2 separate regions of the Rattus norvegicus genome follow, and region 2 is linked to region 1. A link is a contact called in public Hi-C data. All regions are on one chromosome and are shown on one strand. Each heading gives the region's core, a stretch centred on a gene start, on an enhancer-like site or on the middle of the called end of the contact. The rest is flanking DNA. Distances are from core to core; before and after follow the strand shown.

Region 1 (4,251 bases), core at 1,293-3,792:
TTTTCTGAGCCACGTGCTATCTGTCATAGCAGCTCATGCTGCCCGATAGAATGTGCAAGCATGGAAGGGGCGTGCCGGGCAGGCTTGGCCTATGTCGGCCCTGTCCTGTGAAGCCCAGGACAGCCCAGCAGCAGCTGCCGCTCCATGGCTGATCTTTGACTACAGAGGGTGGCTGGCCTGACACATGTGGTCATCGTCATCCTCTGCTCTGTCAGCAGCCCTGTAACCTCTGGCACACAGAGGCGGACTATCCTCTAACTTGGCCACCATTCGTGGTAATGGTGCTATTCTGGTCGCTCTGACTTGCTCTTTGCTTCGTTTTTGTCCTTCCCTATTTTATGACGGTAGGGATATCAGGAAGGAGACTCTCTGTGGAGCCTGTGCAACAATAGCGAGCGTGCAGCGAAGGCAGCATCCGGAGTGCAGCACATTCGATACCCTTGACACCGAAAGAAGGTAAAGACTCTGATTATTCATCATCGCTGGAGTCTAGCTACATGTTGGTCTTCTGAAACCAAATAATTTATCTTACTTTTTATATTTCCTTATTTAGTGTGGGGGAGGGTATATGAGCTATCACACACATACAGGGTTCAAAGGGCAATTTGCAGGAGTCAGTTTTCTCCTCCCGTTGTGTGGACTCCAGGGACTGAACTCAAGCTCTTTGGCTGCATAGCAAGCACCTTACCCACTGAGCCACCTTGCTGGCCCCATAAGCTATTTTAGATACCGTGTAGAATATTTAAATGTCATGTAGAATTGTATTAGCAGTTTTTATTTGTCAAAATTTTTTTTCAACTGTAGAATGTTCCTTTAAAAGTGACTTGATTATAGTTGTGTAGCTTGGTGCTTTTGTGGGCCTCTGAACAGAGGGAGGGAGGGCTGTTTCTTGGGAACCTTGTCCTCCTACTGGGTTGCCTCATCCAGCCTTGATATGAGGTCTGTGCCTAGTCTGACTGCAACTCGATATGCCATGTTCAACTGATATCCCTGGAAGGCCTGCCCTTTTCTGAAGAGACACGGAGACGTGGATGGTAAAGGGGGATGTGGAGGGGAGGGCGGGGAGGAGGGGAAGGGAAATGTGATCTGGATGTAATAATGAGAGAATAAATGGATAAAAAAATTTAAGTGATTTGAAAATAAGTTTAAATTTAAAAATTTTCAATATACATTGGCTCTAATAAAAGAGTTCAGAAGCGATTGTGAAGGTATGCTCATGCTTCTGCCTTCAAAGTTATCTCTAAATATTTCTCAAAAATATTCTAGATAACCAAAATCAAAAGCATGTAATGTCACCCATATGGAGTGAAATAGTAATCTTTAAGTAACATCAACAAGCTAATCTTCTAAACAGGGTTGCTTTCTAGACATTTTTACTTCCTTTGGAAGTCACACAGTAATTCAAATTAATATTTATCTCAGAATGTGACTAATTGTCTTCATAATTGTATATATACATATATACTGTGTATATATGTTAAGTCTTTGTTAAGATGGCTGTTTGTTTGTTTGTTTGTTTAATTGGTTGAGGCAGGATGTCACTATCTACCTTGGCTAGTCTAGAACTCATTATGTAGACCAAGTTAGCCTTAAAGTTACACCTGCTTCTGCTTCCCAAAGGCTTGGATTAAAGGTGTGCACCACCACACCTAGAAGATATCTCTTTGGAAAAAAGAAGAGAAAAAAGAAGTTGGGAAGTCCTGGACATGGTACTCGTGCCTTTAATCCCAGCAGTGGCAGACACAGGAGGAGCTCTGAGTTCAAAAGAACTAAAAAGTGAGTTACAGGCCTGCACCCAAGACTACACAGTGGGGGTTGGGGATTTAGCTCAGTGGTAGAGCGCTTGCCTAGTGAGCGCAAGGCCCTGGGTTCGGGAAAAAAAAAAAAGAAAAAAAAAAAAGACTACACAGTGAGAACCTATCTTTAGTAGTAGTAGTAGTACTAGTAGTAGTAGTAGTAGTAGTAATGAACAACTTGGGAAGTACTTTAAGTGAAAAGAAGATTGGAGTCAAAAGATCTTGTCCTCAATCCAGCCTCTGCACAGCTAACTCATACATGTGTTCAAACAAAACCTTCAATTTCTTATTTTTCTATAGGTGGAGGAAAGGTAGGCTAAATACAGTAACAATGGGAATATCTTACCTCCGTCTGTAGGAGAGGCATAGAGGCTTTCTAGTAAGAGATTTCTATTCCACTACCACTGCTCCATGTCCATTGCATGAAAGCCCTGTGTGTGTGTGTGTGTGTGTGTGTGTGTGTGTGTGTGTGTGTGTGTGTTATGTAAGAATGAGTGTTCAGGCACATTTGTTTCTGTGTGTATACATGTGTTCATGTGTCTGTGAAGTCCAGACAACCTTCAGTGTGGTTTCCTCAGGAGACAGACACCTTCATTGTCTGAGACCTGGTCTTGCCTCTCAGTAGGACCTGGAACATATTGATTATGAGAGACTGCCAAGCCAGTGAGACCAAAGATCTGCCTGTCCCTGCCTTCCTGATGTTGGGAGGGCAGACCAGTGCCACCATGGCTAACAAATGCTGGGTTTGTCATGTGGGTGCCAGGGGTTGAAGTCAGGTCCTTTTGCTTGCACTGAGATATTTCACCATGCCTCTCCTCCCTAGTTCTCAAAGCTTGGAATTCTAAGTCACTCTAATTGAGACTTCAAACTCCAGGCTTTGAGAGAAATAAAGATGGGTAGACTGACTAACTGGTCTCCTGTTTTCTACACACATTCATTCCTTTTCTGGTTCTCTGAATGTGAGGCTGCCACAATCAAATTCTCACTCTGCATGCACACACACACACACACACACACACACACACACACACACACCTAACACAAAGGTAAACATTAGAAGACATGCCTGGAATTTCGTTAAGATTTAAAATTCTTTACCTTCATCCACAGAATCTGAAGTACTGCTCTTGTCCAGAGAAAGGTACTCATTCTTATTCAAGTCCAGTGTCTTGGAGGGCACTCTGCCTAACTTCTTTTCTGAAGCTAGGGAAGGACTTTTTCTCACGTGTCTCTCACTCTGAGACCCCTCTTTTCCTAATCCCTAAGAGACAAACAATTTGGTTTAAAGGTTAAAAAAAAAACTGTTTTGAAACACAGGTTTTACAGCAAGCAGTTTAATATTAAATATGACGAGTACAGGATCGAAATGCTGCTTTTAGGATTGAATGCTACCCGGGATATGAAGGCCTTTCTGCAGTGTTCTCACACAGTGGTGAATGGCAGGCCTATGAAGAACATCGCATAAAAGGGATTCAAAGGAAGTTACCATCATGTGAGTGGTCAGAGCACAAAGGAAAGGACACAGCAGAAGACGACAATTTGGAACAATCAGTTCTTTTGGGACTGACAAGGGGAGAAACCAAACCCAGTTTAGTTTCCTTAGCCAGTGCCCACTCTCTTAAAACCAGGGACTGAAGTAGAAATGGAAAGACCATAAAAAGATAGAAGTCATTTAGGGGTGCAATGGGGAGAAGAGGTTGACCTCACAACAAGCCTGATGGTCCTACCATTAAGAGACTAAGAGACAGAGAATTAAAGTATACCAAAATATGATTAAGTATACTTCCTGGGCATGATTAATGAGAAGTCATTTTATAGTAACAGACATACTAGCGGACAGAGATAGTAACTGATGGGTATTAAATGTAAATGCCATTATTATGTTACGATTCAAATAGAACTAACTATAACCAGGAAGGTAAGTACAAAGTGTGTATTAACTATACCAAAAAAAAAAAAAATCCTCTTTGCCCCGTCTGTGTGTCCAGAGATGGAAGGGTATACAAAGCATATATCAGCCCTTCTCTTTTCTGCTCTAGACAATCCTTACCTAGATCTGAAGGGATACTCAGCCCTAGGGAGAACACAGTCAGTCGGGAAGCTGAGTGGTAAGTAGGACCCAGGACACAACTTAGTGAAGAGTTAGACTACCAGTTAGTATCCTGAGAACTGACACTTCAAGCAGCCAAAACCAGGGGTTGATATATTTGGGGATTACATGGTAGAGAGCAATATGCTTGCCTAGCGGACTCAGAACCCCTCTAAGAGCCAGGCAGAGGATCATGCTGTATCTTCTTGCTAACTAAATTTCATTTCCTATTATAGGAATATCAGTAAATACCTATATAAAAAGAATGGGGATGGAGAGACGGCTCAGTGGTTAAGTGCACAGATTGCTCTTCCAGAGGTCCTGGGTTCGATGCCCAACACCCACATAATGACTTAAAACTGTCTG
Region 2 (4,251 bases), core at 929-3,428, 34 kb before region 1:
TTATTTCTTTCTTTACTTTTTAATTACTTTATGTGTACAAGTGTTTTGTCTACATGCGTGCATGTGCATCATGTCTGTGCCTTGTACCCACTGAGGTCAGATACCTTGGGACTGGAATTACAGGCAGTTGTAAGATGCCATAAGTGTGTTGGGAATTGAACCCCGATCCTCTGCAAGAGCAAGAGGTACTCTTAACCTCTCTTCTGCCCACAGCCTGTTAGCCACAGGCCCATAGCTGTGGGTCCTTCATGAGTTTCACCCATTTCTGACTTAGATGATGCCATCTAGACCGCTCTGGAGACTTAAGATGTCTGTGCTGATACTTGAACAATTAAACTTTGGAGGTTGGCAGCTACGGGGGTGGGGTGTATTGTGCATGTGAAGACATTCTTTGGAGGGGGCAGAGGTAAATTGCTACAGAGCCAATATTTGTGGCTAAAATTCAAACGTAACTCTCAATGCAATCTTGTTCAGAGTGGGGGCTCTTAGGAAGTGTGAGGTCAACAGGACATCTCGTGAAAGAGATTAATATCTACACAAATTAAGACCATTCTTGGTTGGGCATTCATCCATTCTGAGTGCAGATGAAGTGGGCAGGTGCCATCCATGAGGAAGAGGAGTCACATTAGATACTAAGTCCGCCAGCACTCTGCTTTTGGGTTTCTCCACCTCCAGAACCAGACAGTCCACTTCTATCACTTGTAATGTACCCCACTCAGGAGTATTTTGTTGCAGCAGCCTGCGTGGACTAAGACAGGCAAGAAAGAAAAGGTAGTTTAGGCAACGGTAATTTGAGACGCCTTAAAGTGAGTCGGAGATATCACCTGGAGTCACAGAGCAGCAGGGTGGTGGACACACGGAAGCCTGCCTCCAGAAAAAGGCAATCAGCCAGAGGAGAGAACTCAGGGGCCAGCCCAGGCCCCAAGGGCTAGCAGAGAGGAAGAGTCAGCAGAGCTAACGGCAAAGCTGCAGTCCTAAGTGACAGTCACTGTGGACACGGCACCCTTCCTCCGTTCCTCAGCGCAAAGGGCTCTAATTCCCTCAGTGTGAATCCTAGACTAAGTCTAAAGAAGCCATATCTAAGGCTTCCTATTTACACAAGGAACAACGTGGACATGAGCTTTAAGAGTCAAGTGTGACAGAAGACTGCAGTGGTCTCCATGCAAAGCTTTTCTTGGCCTAACAATCTATACTGACAGTGACTTTGTAAGCAGAAGGGACAGTTTCTGGGAAAAGCTCGTCTCCAACATCCCTCTTCCTCTCACATTACCGCCTTCCATAAGCAGGCATTTAAAAATATATATTTAGAAAAATGGCTAAAACCAGTCTATTGCTACTTGATACAAAATGTTTTTAACTGATGCTAAAAACTCTTCTTTTTAGATAGCAATTTCCATCGATGAGATTGTGGTGAAAGAAAAGGTCAAAGATTAGGCAATGTTACAATCAGGACAGTATTGCTGCCCACATATAAACAGTCACTCTCTACAGGGTGTACACGGCCTCTCTTCCCAGAAACAAGGGGTAAGCTGAGAGCAGAAAAGCCATCTTTCACCCTCCAGGCCCCATGTGACCAAGTGGGAATGACCCATGCCTGGGCTCTATCTACTAAGATCACAGAGAATATAAGAACTTTCTGGAATGTTCATTTAAACCTGCAGTTTGTGCTGGACTGTGTTCTTTAATACATTTAATCTGTCTACTATCCGCACCTCCTACCCCCGTCATCATCGTTGAAAATGAAAACTGTTGAAGTCCTCATAAACTGAACCCTCACACCTGACAGCAAACACAATTCTCTATTTTAGATCCTTTGGAATAGCAAAAGCAAAACTCAGCATTCTGGATGGCATACCTGAAAGGATATATGGAGGTCTGAACAGAACCAGTGGGGTTAGCATCTGGAAACTGTAAGCTTACCTGTCACAGCCTTCATCGAGGTCCTGACAATCACACAAACAGGCAGCCACGTGGTTCTTTTCCCCATTTCGATCTATGTACTCACAGCAACACAGGGGCTCCAATTCAGGCTCTTCGGTTTTCTTTTTTTTTACTGGCTTCATATTGCCTTTTAGCGTAAAGATTTGTACCTGTCACCATGAGGCATAAGAAGCAGCTCTCGGAAGGTAAAGGTGGAGAGAACTCAACTCACATCCTGTAAACACATCTTCACTTCTCATTAACGCCAACGCCTGAGCAATAAAAAAAAAAAAAAAGAAAGAAAGAAAGAAAAAAGAAAAGGGGGGAGGGGTCCTGTTTTCATCAGGCTTTTCGGGCTCCTCGTGGCCTGAAAGGGGGCTCCTTGACTTCTGGGGTTCCGACCATCTTCTCCTCCCCTTCCCAGCTAGGCTTGCCACATCTGGGTACCAGCCGTTCCCATGGCGACAGCCGACCACGCGGCCCGGGACAGCAGAGCTAGAGCGGCCCAGTTCACCTGCGGGTGCGAGCTTGGAAGGGCCGGGCGGTCCCCACCCCAAAGCTGCGCGTCGTGGAAACTCACCCTCGCAGGTGCCGGCAGCGACGCCCCGGGCGCTGCAACCACCCACCGGCCCGGGGATACCAGGAGCCCCAGCAGCCCCGAGGTCGCCGTCCAGCCCACTCGGAACCCGCCGCTCCGAGGGCGTGGGCGGGCCTGGAGAATGACCTTGGCGGGGAAGTTACCTGCCCTCCGACAGAGGCGGGGACCGGGAGGAGGACCGGCTCCCCTCGGCGCGGTTGCGCCTCCGACCTTGCACGGAGGGCTCGGGCGCGCCGGGCGGAGTCGCCCACCTGTGAGCACCGGCGGTGCGCGCGCCTGCCGAGCGAGCCAGTCGCCCCGGGTCTCCGCTCCGCAGGTCGGCGCGCGCTTCCGGGTGCCCCGCCCCCGGCGCCGGGATCCCGCCGCCCGCACGTGCGCCGCCTGCCCACGAGGCCCCTCCCCCGTCGCGCTCTGGCCGGGCCACCGGGCACCTGCGCCGGGCCCTCGGGGTGCTGCCGGGGTGCTGCTGTGGCGCCGGATCAGACCCGGGCGTTCGCGCGCCGCCTGAGTTCGCCGGCCTCCGGCGCCGGCAACAGGCGTTGGGTTCGATCCGCACCGTCGCCGCGTTAAGGGGTGCCACCCCACGAGTCACCCACCTTCCCCAGAGGCCCGCTGTAGCTCCCAAGCCCGGCTTATCCAACTTGTGCATGCTCGCGAGTCCTGGTGGCTGGGGCTGCCTTCCAGCCAGGCCTCTGTGGTACTTTTGATTCAGTAGTCTGCGCATTTGCAATGAAATTGCCCAAGAGAGTCCTCTCTAGGGTTTCGTCGCTGCACAAATCTGTGAGAACTGTGGGCCTACGTACAGGTTTTCCCTACCCCAGGCTTTCTAGGTTTGGTTTGGTTTGGTTTTTAAGCAGAAACAGAAGAACAGCAACTTAGACATTTTGGGTTTTATTGAAGTCAATCTATATATAACAGATTAAGATCTTAATTCTACATACATATTTAGTGTTTTATCTACAAAGCAACGTTGGTAACCTTTGAGGTATGTGATAAAGTAGTCTGAGAGAAACAACAAAAACATTCACTCTGACAGTTAACATTTTTCTAAATGTAACAATTTGAAGTTTCTAATCCACTCACTCTAACATACAGCCAGATACTTCCTATGTTCCTAAACAAACAAAACAAAACAAGACAAAACGGAACAGGAGGTATTACTCTGAAGCCCCCTTCCCCAGGGAGAGTAGATAGGACTTGTGAAGAGAAACCCTTCCCTTTAGCCAGTATTTTTATTCCCTACAGGCTTCGCAAAAGCGTTGTTAACAATGACATTTGGCTTTGGTGACCTGAGGGAAAGGCAACATTGACTTAAAGACAATGGATATTCAATAAGAATAAATATATGTGCGTGTTCTAGAAAGACCTCTAGAGAACAAAACAATAAATAAATATGTCCTGAACATTCCCTAAATCCTGGGGGACGGAGCTAATTTCAAGTCTGGTCACAGAGTCCTTCTTTTCACAAATGCCTAAGCAGCTGTCCTGAGAGCCCAAGCTTGTGCCTCTCAACTTCAGTCAGCACGCACGTCCCCCAGTCTTTACTGGCGAGTGCGAGTATCTGTCTGTCTATCTTCTGATTGCCAGCAAGACAAGCTACACACAGAATGAAGAATAAAGAATGAAGCTGTATGTAGCTGCTACTGAAAAGCCATCAATTCTTTTCCATGGCATGGGTCACTTCCATTATGGGCCCTCCTAAGGTGAATCCAAGCATAATTCATGGTCTCATT

What was found. A called contact is a pair of places that touch in the nucleus more often than the background predicts.
Region 2: a contact with region 1 is called in a Hi-C map of hepatocytes, with 13 times the contacts expected there. The contact joins the promoter of Zdhhc23 here to the enhancer-like site in region 1. A contact is called at or near these places in 2 of 12 Hi-C or Micro-C datasets (hepatocytes and liver).

Annotation. Positions count from the first base shown.
Region 1 is chr11:70,190,297-70,194,547 of GRCr8, reverse strand. It overlaps Gramd1c (GRAM domain containing 1C), which reads right to left. Exons shown (of 18, transcript NM_001191826.2): 9 at 2,895-3,057. Among named protein-coding and RNA genes, the nearest start is that of Zdhhc23, 33 kb to the left of the region's middle. Within about 2 kb of position 2,542, at least 4 of the 93 cell types and tissues checked have an H3K27ac peak or open chromatin away from gene starts, as enhancers often do. A contact at or near this core is called in hepatocytes and liver, where this site is marked.
Region 2 is chr11:70,223,621-70,227,871 of GRCr8, reverse strand. Zdhhc23 (zinc finger DHHC-type palmitoyltransferase 23) reads right to left here and starts at 2,178. Exons shown (of 4, transcript NM_213627.2): 1 at 1,921-2,178. The coding sequence starts at 2,063. It overlaps Gramd1c (GRAM domain containing 1C), which reads right to left. Exons shown (of 18, transcript NM_001191826.2): 18 at 3,394-4,251.